Regions from separate parts of the Sus scrofa genome. Here regions 2 and 3 are each linked to region 1. A link is a contact called in public promoter capture Hi-C data. All regions are on one chromosome and are shown on one strand. Each heading gives the region's core, a stretch centred on a gene start, on an enhancer-like site or on the middle of the called end of the contact. The rest is flanking DNA. Distances are from core to core; before and after follow the strand shown. Region 1 holds the start of MED13L (mediator of RNA polymerase II transcription subunit 13-like). Region 2 overlaps C14H12orf49 (UPF0454 protein C12orf49 homolog). Region 3 holds the start of C14H12orf49 (UPF0454 protein C12orf49 homolog).

What was found. Promoter capture Hi-C pulls out the DNA fragments that hold promoters and counts their contacts.
Region 2: a promoter capture Hi-C map of liver shows a contact between it and region 1, with 7 times the contacts expected there. The contact joins the enhancer-like site here to the promoter of MED13L in region 1. A contact is called at or near these places in 3 of 5 promoter capture datasets (fetal liver, fetal skeletal muscle and liver), 8 of 47 Hi-C or Micro-C datasets (embryonic fibroblasts, fetal skeletal muscle, fibroblasts and 4 more) and 2 of 2 datasets of contacts at active chromatin or transcription factors (alveolar macrophages and skeletal muscle).
Region 3: a promoter capture Hi-C map of liver shows a contact between it and region 1, with 4 times the contacts expected there. The contact joins the promoter of C14H12orf49 here to the promoter of MED13L in region 1. A contact is called at or near these places in 1 of 5 promoter capture datasets (liver) and 1 of 47 Hi-C or Micro-C datasets (heart right ventricle).

What each region holds. Positions count from the first base shown.
Region 1 is chr14:36,060,408-36,063,107 of Sscrofa11.1, reverse strand. It overlaps MED13L (mediator of RNA polymerase II transcription subunit 13-like), which reads right to left and starts at 1,274. Exons shown (of 31, transcript XM_021073127.1): 1 at 1,257-1,274. It overlaps C14H12orf49 (UPF0454 protein C12orf49 homolog), which reads right to left. Exons shown (of 6, transcript XM_013990355.2): 6 at 1,277-1,309. The coding sequence ends at 1,292.
Region 2 is chr14:35,753,993-35,756,704 of Sscrofa11.1, reverse strand. All of the region lies in intron 4 of C14H12orf49 (UPF0454 protein C12orf49 homolog), which reads right to left. Among named protein-coding and RNA genes, the nearest start is that of C14H12orf49, 49 kb to the right of the region's middle. Within about 2 kb of position 1,449, at least 16 of the 83 cell types and tissues checked have an H3K27ac peak or open chromatin away from gene starts, as enhancers often do. A contact at or near this core is called in fetal liver, liver and skeletal muscle, where this site is marked.
Region 3 is chr14:35,704,647-35,707,346 of Sscrofa11.1, reverse strand. It overlaps C14H12orf49 (UPF0454 protein C12orf49 homolog), which reads right to left and starts at 1,442. Exons shown (of 6, transcript XM_013990355.2): 1 at 1,173-1,442. The coding sequence starts at 1,283. RNFT2 (RING finger and transmembrane domain-containing protein 2) reads left to right here and starts at 1,552. Exons shown (of 11, transcript XM_003132893.6): 1 at 1,552-1,727.

The DNA of each region.
Region 1 (2,700 bases), core at 25-2,524:
CTCTGACGGCCTGGGCGACTGGGTGGTGGGGCTCGCTGTTGGCCAGACAGCATGTCCACGTGTCTCAAGGTTTCACTCTGTCGTCCGTGTTTTGCAAATGAGAAAACTGAAGCACAAAGAGATTAAGTCACTTGCCCACAGCTGGGAAGAGGAGGAGATGGGATTCAAACCCCTGCACCCATGCACAGGGAAGCTAAGCTCTTGCACTAAGGTTTATTACCCTCGCCCAGGAGCGCTTACTGAATACCAGGCACTAAGAAATGCAGAAATGCCTTTTGAACCCTTACTCCTAGGCACTGTGAGCATGCGTTCATTCATTGCATAAATGCTTTCTAATCTCCTGCTTTGTGCCAGAAATTTTTTTTTTTTTTTTTTAACTCCCAGGCACTTTACTAGGGCTGTGTTGGGAGCAGACCTTCCCTCCAGCATTCAATCAGTAACCAACATTTCCAGTATGGGAGTACAGAGGAATGCCACCATAGGGAGGCTCTTTTCCAGCCCTCAAGGCTTGACCTCGATGCAAAGGAGGAGAGAAGATAACTTCTTCATTAACAAGCCCTCGAACGTGGAAGAGCCGTGTAGATTGGACTAAAAGAGAGGAAGAGTGGAAAACAGGAGAAAGATGGAGTGTAACAAAAGGAGAGAAGTGTTAGACATGTGAATTGAGCTTTAGGAACTACTACAAGTAACTGCTAAAGCAAAACCCATGAGCAGCATGTTATAATGTGTACTATCATGGCCAACACTATGTTATAACCCACTGACACTATGTTATAATGAGTGTGCCTACCTTATTTCACATAGTCCTCTGAACAACCACATAAAGAAGATACTGTTATTATCCTTAGACTCTAGGTCAAACCTCAGAAGCACAGTGATATCTCTAAGCTCTCCAGTTAGTGAATGGCTCAAACCCAGGTCTATCTGGCTCCAGAGCCCAAGCCTGTATCCACACGGTTCTGTGGGCAGATGCCTGTAGATTGCTTTGGCAACCCTAGTTGTATTACTTTGATCACCATAGTTTAACTCTCTGAGCCTCATTTCCCAACCTGTCCAAAAGGGGTCCCAGTTGCTGACCCACTGACCTCAGTCCACTGCACATTTCTATTAAGATACTGTTGGTGAAAACGTTTGGAAAAAAGAAATGTCAAAGCACTGTATCGACATGCATGGTGTTACTTGAGCCTGAGCAATCATTGTGATGGTCCATCATATCCAGACATATTTATATCCCAGGAGACCTTCATCCTACACACCTGGTCACCCAGTTCTCATTCTTCAGCAAATCTCTTTAGACTCCCAAAGCAACCTAAGAGGAAAATGAGAAAAGGACATTAATAGTTTAGAGAATAGGAAAGACACATGGCTTTTAAAAATATAAAAAAGATGCTCAGTCTCACTTGCTGCTATTGACAGAATGTATGTGTCCCTCTAAAATTCATATGTTGAAACTTTAATTCCCAGTGTGATGGTATTTGAAGATAGAACCTTGGCAAGTAATTAGGTCACAAGGGTGTAGCCCTCATGATTGGATTAGTGCATGGTGTAAGACAAAACGAAAAGACTTCAAGCCCTCAATTACTCTCTCTCTCCTTCTCTTCTACCCTCTCCCTTTCCCTCTCTCTTGCCACTCCCACCCAGCCCCCTTTGAAGACATAACCAGAGGAGGGTTCTTACCAGGAACTAAATTGGCTAGCACCTTGATTTTGGACTTCCCCACCTCCAGAACTGTGAGAAATAAATTTTCCTTGTTTAGCCACCCAGTCCATGGTAATTTGTTAGAGCAGCCCAACAAGCAGACTAAGACACTCATCATAAGAAAAACAGAAATTAAAATCATAATAAGTATTGACAATATTTTAAAAGCTTAAGCAACTGTGAAGGGAAGTAGAACTCTCACACACTGCCAGAGGGAATATAAATTAGCGCCACAGCTTTGGGCATCAATTTGGAAAACATCAGAATTTATAATGAGCATTCCCTTTGACCCAGCAATGTTACTTTTAGGAGTTTATCCCACAAAGATTCTTGCCCAGGTGTATAACATAGACATGCAGTGCAAAGATGTAAACTATAGTACTGTTTGTTGGACAAACACTGGAAGCAACTTACATGTCCATCATGCGGGGAGTAGTTAACAGTATAATCCAATGCAGCCATTAAAAATAATGAGTTTGCTCTATGTGTACTGACATAGAATAACCTCAAAAAGAAATTATTGATTGAGATATCCCTGGAAGGTTGCATGAAACAATGGTAACATCAGTTGCCTCTGGGGTTGGGGAGTCAAAGTGGGGAGAGAAGTTCCCGTCGTGGCTTAGTGGTTAACGAACCTGACTAGGAACCATGAGGTTGCAGGTTCGATCCCTGGCCTTGCTCAGTGGGTTAAGGATCTGGCGTTGCCGTGAGCTGTGGTCACAGATGTGGCTCAGAACCCGCGTTGCTGTGGCCGTGGCGTAGGCTGGCGGCTACAGCTCCAATTGGACCCCTAGCCTGGGAATCTCCACATGCTATGGGTGCGGCCCTAGGAAAGACTAAAAAAAAAGACAAAAAAAAAAAAAAAGTGGAGAGAGAAACTGCTTTTCACTCTACGCTTTGCATGCTTTAAACCGAATGTGTCCATTACCTATTCAGTGCAATAATTTATAAATAACACAAATCAATCAATAAAATTGAAAACAATAATCAAATGCCACCATA
Region 2 (2,712 bases), core at 200-2,699, 310 kb after region 1:
GCCACACCCACGGCATATGGAGGTTCCCAGGCTAGGAATCGAATCGGAGCTGCAGCTGCCTGCCACAGCCACAGCCACAGCCACAGCAATGCTGGATCTTTAACCCATCAAGTGAGGCCAGGGATCATACCCAAACCCTCATGAGCCAGAACAGGAACTCCCCAGATCAGTTCTCACTCTGTTGATTAGATTTAATAGAGAGAATTTGGGGGTAGGGAGAATTATGGTTTTCTAGTCAACTTGTCCTTCTGCATTCTTCAGAAGCTGTTCAAACCCCCTGCTTGAAACTTATAGATGATTTCCCACTGCCCTGGGGTTAAAGCCACAATAACATTCATGGCGCACATGGTCCTGCCTTCTCTTTAGCGTCACTTTATCCCTGTGTCCCCTTGTTCTCTGCATTACACATCACTGACACTCTCCAAGTGTTAGTTTGTGCCACAGGACCTTTGCATATGCTGTCTCCATTGCCTAGACCCCACTTCACAGCTAGTTCACTGAACTGACTCCTGTTTATTCCTCAGATCTCAATTCAGTTGTCTCTTCCTCAGGGCAGCTCTTCCCAGGCCAATCTCTCTATCAGACCCAGAATACTTGAGGGGCCTGTGAGAAAAATGTTTAATTTCTTTTAAGATCAGAAGAACGAAATGATTATAGTCATGACTGCATATTGATAAAGCTAGCCTGGGTTTAAACTAACTCCATTAGAAAATGTAATTTCTTTTAAATTGTTTTTGTTTTTTTTAAGGCTGCACCCATGGCATATGGAAGTTCCCAGGCTAGGGGTTAAATTGGAGCTGCAGCTGCTGGCCTACACCACAGCCACAGCAATGCCAGATCCGAGTCATGTCTGCAAGCTACACCACAGCTCACGGCAACGTCGGATCCTTAACCCACTGAGTGAGGCCAGGGATCGAACCCCCATCCTCATGGATACTAGTTGGATTCTTAACCTGCTGAGCCCAACAGGAACTCCCATAAAATGTGAAAATTTTTTTAATGAGAAAGGGGCCCAGTGAGGCATGAATAATGTGTAGCCCTGGCCTTTTCTGACTTCTCAACCTCCCAGCACCACTAGGTCAGCACTCCCCTTTAAATCCTTCCATGGTACCCTGAACTCTTCCATCAGAGCACTTTCCACAGCTGTTGTTTTACATTTGTCCCTAAACTGCACGCTTGATCAGGGCAGGGACCATATCAGACATGCTCTGTATAGCATTGTGTCCAATCCACCTGCCTACTTTTTAAGCAAGAACACTCACTCCATCTGCTTATAACTGCCTGTCTCACTGGCAGGTCCAAGGGGAGGGGACAGGACGGAAACCAAGAGGAAAGGCTCACAATGGACCTGAGAGAATGGACCATGCCAAACTTCTCCCCTTGGGGAGCAGGGGGGAGGGGACAGCGGAGATGGAGCGTAAACAAACATTTCCTTGTCTGGTAGGTCATTTTGAAATTATGTGCAGGTCAAGCACTTTAGACTCCCGGAAGTCAGAAAATATCTGCTTCCAGAGGCCATTAATGCTCAAGGGCCCCCTGGAGTGAAGGGGGACTTTCATTAGTGGGTCCTGTCCTATACGGGCAGGAAGCGTGCTAAGTGACAGTCCGGAGTGAAACAACGGAGCAAGCAAAAAGCAAGGGGGAGGGGCGCTGATCTCAGAGTTCAGAGAAGAGGGAGGGAAAAAAACAAATATATCCTGAATTCGAGGAACTGGCCAAGTGCGGCTGGAAGCCCTGGGCAAGGTGCTTCGGGGAGAGGGCTGAGAACTCTGACTTTCTTCTTTCAGGGAGGGACTTGGCAAGGGCTGGAAAGTGTCCTTGTTCCTCATTCATCGGGACAGTCTACACTGCCACTGGCACTCTGGCTGACAGAAATGTGTGCAGCTGGTTGGAGGACAGCAGGAGAGCGTTAAGAGAAAGCAGATGAGGCTGCCAGATGTGGGACTTGGTTCTTGACACCTGGCTGCCCTCATTTGTTTCCATTCAGCAAAGATGGCAGGGGCTGTTCAGTCCACTTTCATCGTTGGGGTTGTATCGATGGGTTTGGAGAGGGAAGAGGATAAAGGGGAAGCTTGACTGGCAGCCAAAAGGAAAACTTAACAACACATACACACAACCTCCAATTGGTAGCAAACAGGATGGACGGGTGGCTGCAAGCCAAGACCCTCTGGGGTCACACCGAACTCAGGCTTGGTGGCACAACAGCCGGGCTGCTTCTCTTTGCCGGAATGAGGCAGATTATGGTAAGAGGCATTGTCATTCTTAAAATTCCCCTGTCCTCACAGATCTAAAATTAACAAGACTATTTATAGTGCTGGATATGGATCTGGAACAGAAATATGGATTTATATTATATGAGTAAATAATATAATAAAGAGCCGGTGATCCAATGTATGAACTGCAGTTATCTCTGCCTATGGCAACCGATTGCCAATGCATTTAATAGGTTGTAATTATCAGTAATTATGTCTGTGTCCTCTGTATTCAAGGATGACTGATATTGTCCCTATATGTGGCAAAGAGCACCAAAGAATGAACCATGTAATCATTTACTTTAAAGAGCTTTTTGAGATATCATTCGCATACCATACAATTCAATGGTTTTTGGTATATTCACAGGGTTGTGCAACCATCACCACAATCTAACTTTAGAACACTTCTGTCTCCTCTAAAAGAAACCCTATACCAATAGCAGTTAGTCCTGGGTTCCCC
Region 3 (2,700 bases), core at 193-2,692, 360 kb after region 1:
GATTGGTTCCCTGGCCCAGGAATCCACATGCCTCGGGGTGGCCAAAAAAAAAAAAAAAAAATCAGTTTTCTGGATGGCCTAGGCTAGAGCTAATACTTAAACCAACGGTGCTAGAGATCAGCTGGGTTAGGTGGGAGCAAGGCGGAGGAGTGAGTCCTGGCTCACTACAGCACCCATAGGTCCACCAGACAGAAGAGGAACAAGTGACCATGAAACAATGTCTGTGAAGTGGCAGTAAACTCAAGTCCCAGAAGCATTTAGTTCACAAGAATGCCAACAACTCCTGCTAGTCAACAAAAGAGGCTCACAACACTCAGCCTCTCCGTTTGTCTGAGGCAGGAGGTGGGATACAGGTTCTCTGTCTTCCCTTTTCATCGCTCCTCCACCAATCTGCTTAAACTAGCGTAACCTTATCATTTAGCATTTATTCTCCTCCATTCACTGATAAATTTTACTTAGGAACTTGACCCTTGAGAACGAAAAGGGGAACTGTCCTCTAACTCTATCAGAGCAGTAGCATGAATCAAGGTTGTGCTGGATACACCCTGGCATAGGCTCACCCTTTCTAAGAGCCCAAACGCTATAACTGTACTTCTAAACTTAAAATGCTCTTGCTAACACGTCCCTCCAAAGCACCCCGACGTTTCTCCCAAAAATTCTCACAGGGAAGAAAAACGAAAAGGATGAGAAGCGAAAAGAAAATTCTACCTAACCTCATTATGCATAGAAAAGGGCACCTCGTGCTTCCTGTGGAGTCTCCCTGAGCCCCTAGTTAAACGAAAACCGAGTACACCAGGGCTGGCCTCGTAGTTCGGCCCAGGCATCTCACCTTTCTCAGGCTCAGCTTCCCCCGCCGTAACACGGGGACACCACTGCCCAGACCTGCCGTGGAGATGGAGGAAGAAATGCACGCCCCTGTTTAGCTCAGTCCCTGGCAGGTGGGAAGCAGGTAAGCAACCGACAAGGCGACAACAAGCACAGCGTAAGGGTCCACAGCACCGGGTCGAGTCCCAGCTCTGCCCTCAGCCTACCAACGAGAGAGGCAGCTCCCTTCACCCATCCTCAGTCCTGGGACAGGAACGCCCACCTCTCCGGCCCAGCTCAGTGGACACTCAGGCAGCGCTGCCGCAGAGGTAGCTACCCCAACCCGGGGAGAGAGGGCGACCACTGACCTGCTTGAAGGTGCTAGTGAGGAAGTAGACGAGCGAGAGCCCGAAGACCAAGGCGAGCACCCACCTCTTCCTCAGGAGGCGGCGCCACACCATGGCCGCCAGGTTGACCATCCCGGCGCGGAGCGGGGCAGGCCCGGGGCCCGGGCGGCATGGCCCCTACACGGGCGGGAGCCCCATCACTCGAGGCGGGCGCCGATCCCGCGGCCCCCAGCCCAGCCAGCTCCCGGCAGCCACCCCGCGCCTCCCCACGTGACCTCTCCCCACGCCCCGCCTCCGTTCCTCTCGCGTCACCCACCGGTCTCGCTCCGCCTTCTCCTCATTGGTCAATGCAGACAGGCGGCTTCCTATTGGCTGAATCCTAGCAAGGGGGCGGGCAATCGTGTGCGTGAGACCCCTGGAGCTGTGCCCGGTTGTTAGCGCCGGGCGGGGCAACCTGAGAAAGAACCTGAGGAGAGGCCGGAAGCTCTCGGAAGTCAGGTGTTTCCCTGGCGGTGAGAGTGATTGGTTTGGAAGGACGTGAATGATGCTGAGGTGACTGCTGAACTGTCTGGGCAGGTAACAAGAGAACGCTATTTTTTTTTCTCTCCCTGGCATGGTTAGTGTAATCTCATGCCCTTGCAGTCCTAAGGGCGTTTCGCGCTCAACGTTGGTTGCGGTAATAAAAACGCTGGCGGTATTGTACCCGAAGTGCACCTGCCTGCTTCCAACGCAAGTGATGCAGGAGATGTTCTCCTGTGTGCATTTCGGTGCAGTAGTGTAACGGCCCGGGGATGCAACTTAAAACATCTCATACATTGAAAACTCTTGGTTAAATCCTTCTGAGTGCGATGAATGGAGCAGAGGGTGAAAAGGCATTTCATTCGGTCATTCAGATGCATCCCACGTGTAAAAATCTTATTCCAGAATTCAGTATTGGAATAATTAGGTACGGCCTGCTTCCAACAGAAAATCTGAAGCCCCTAAAAAGCACGCATCTGAAAATGGAATCTTGGGTATTTGATTTAGGAAGCTGTGTCAAATTTGTGGCTAGAAATTTGAGATTCTGTATTTTATTTTTCCCAAGGGTTTGCACGAGATGAGGAATCATTAACGGAATGGGTGGGGGGGGGGGATCGTTAAGCCAAGATTGCATGTTCTTGAAAAATATTTACAGGATGAGTTTTCCTTCATGTATGAAGATGGTGCTACTGACCCACTTCGTGGCTGATTTTCCAACAGAGAAAGGAGACTCTCTAATCAGGGGCCCTGGTAATGTCCCCTGAAGAAGGCTGGTTAGGATCAGGTGGTTATTCAACAGTCAAGGATGGTGCCCTGAACTGAGAGTCAGATACCATCTTTTGTTCTTGTACAAGAAAATATTCAAGGAACTGAAACCTGTTCATATAAAGTCTCTGGCCTTTATTTCTTCTATAGGGTGAAAGGTCAGGGAGGGAACAAGGGATAGAAAAAGGTAAGTGAAAGACCCACTGATGTTTTATTCATTGAATACTTGTTGAGTGCTCCTCTGTGCCAGGCAGTGTTCTAGATG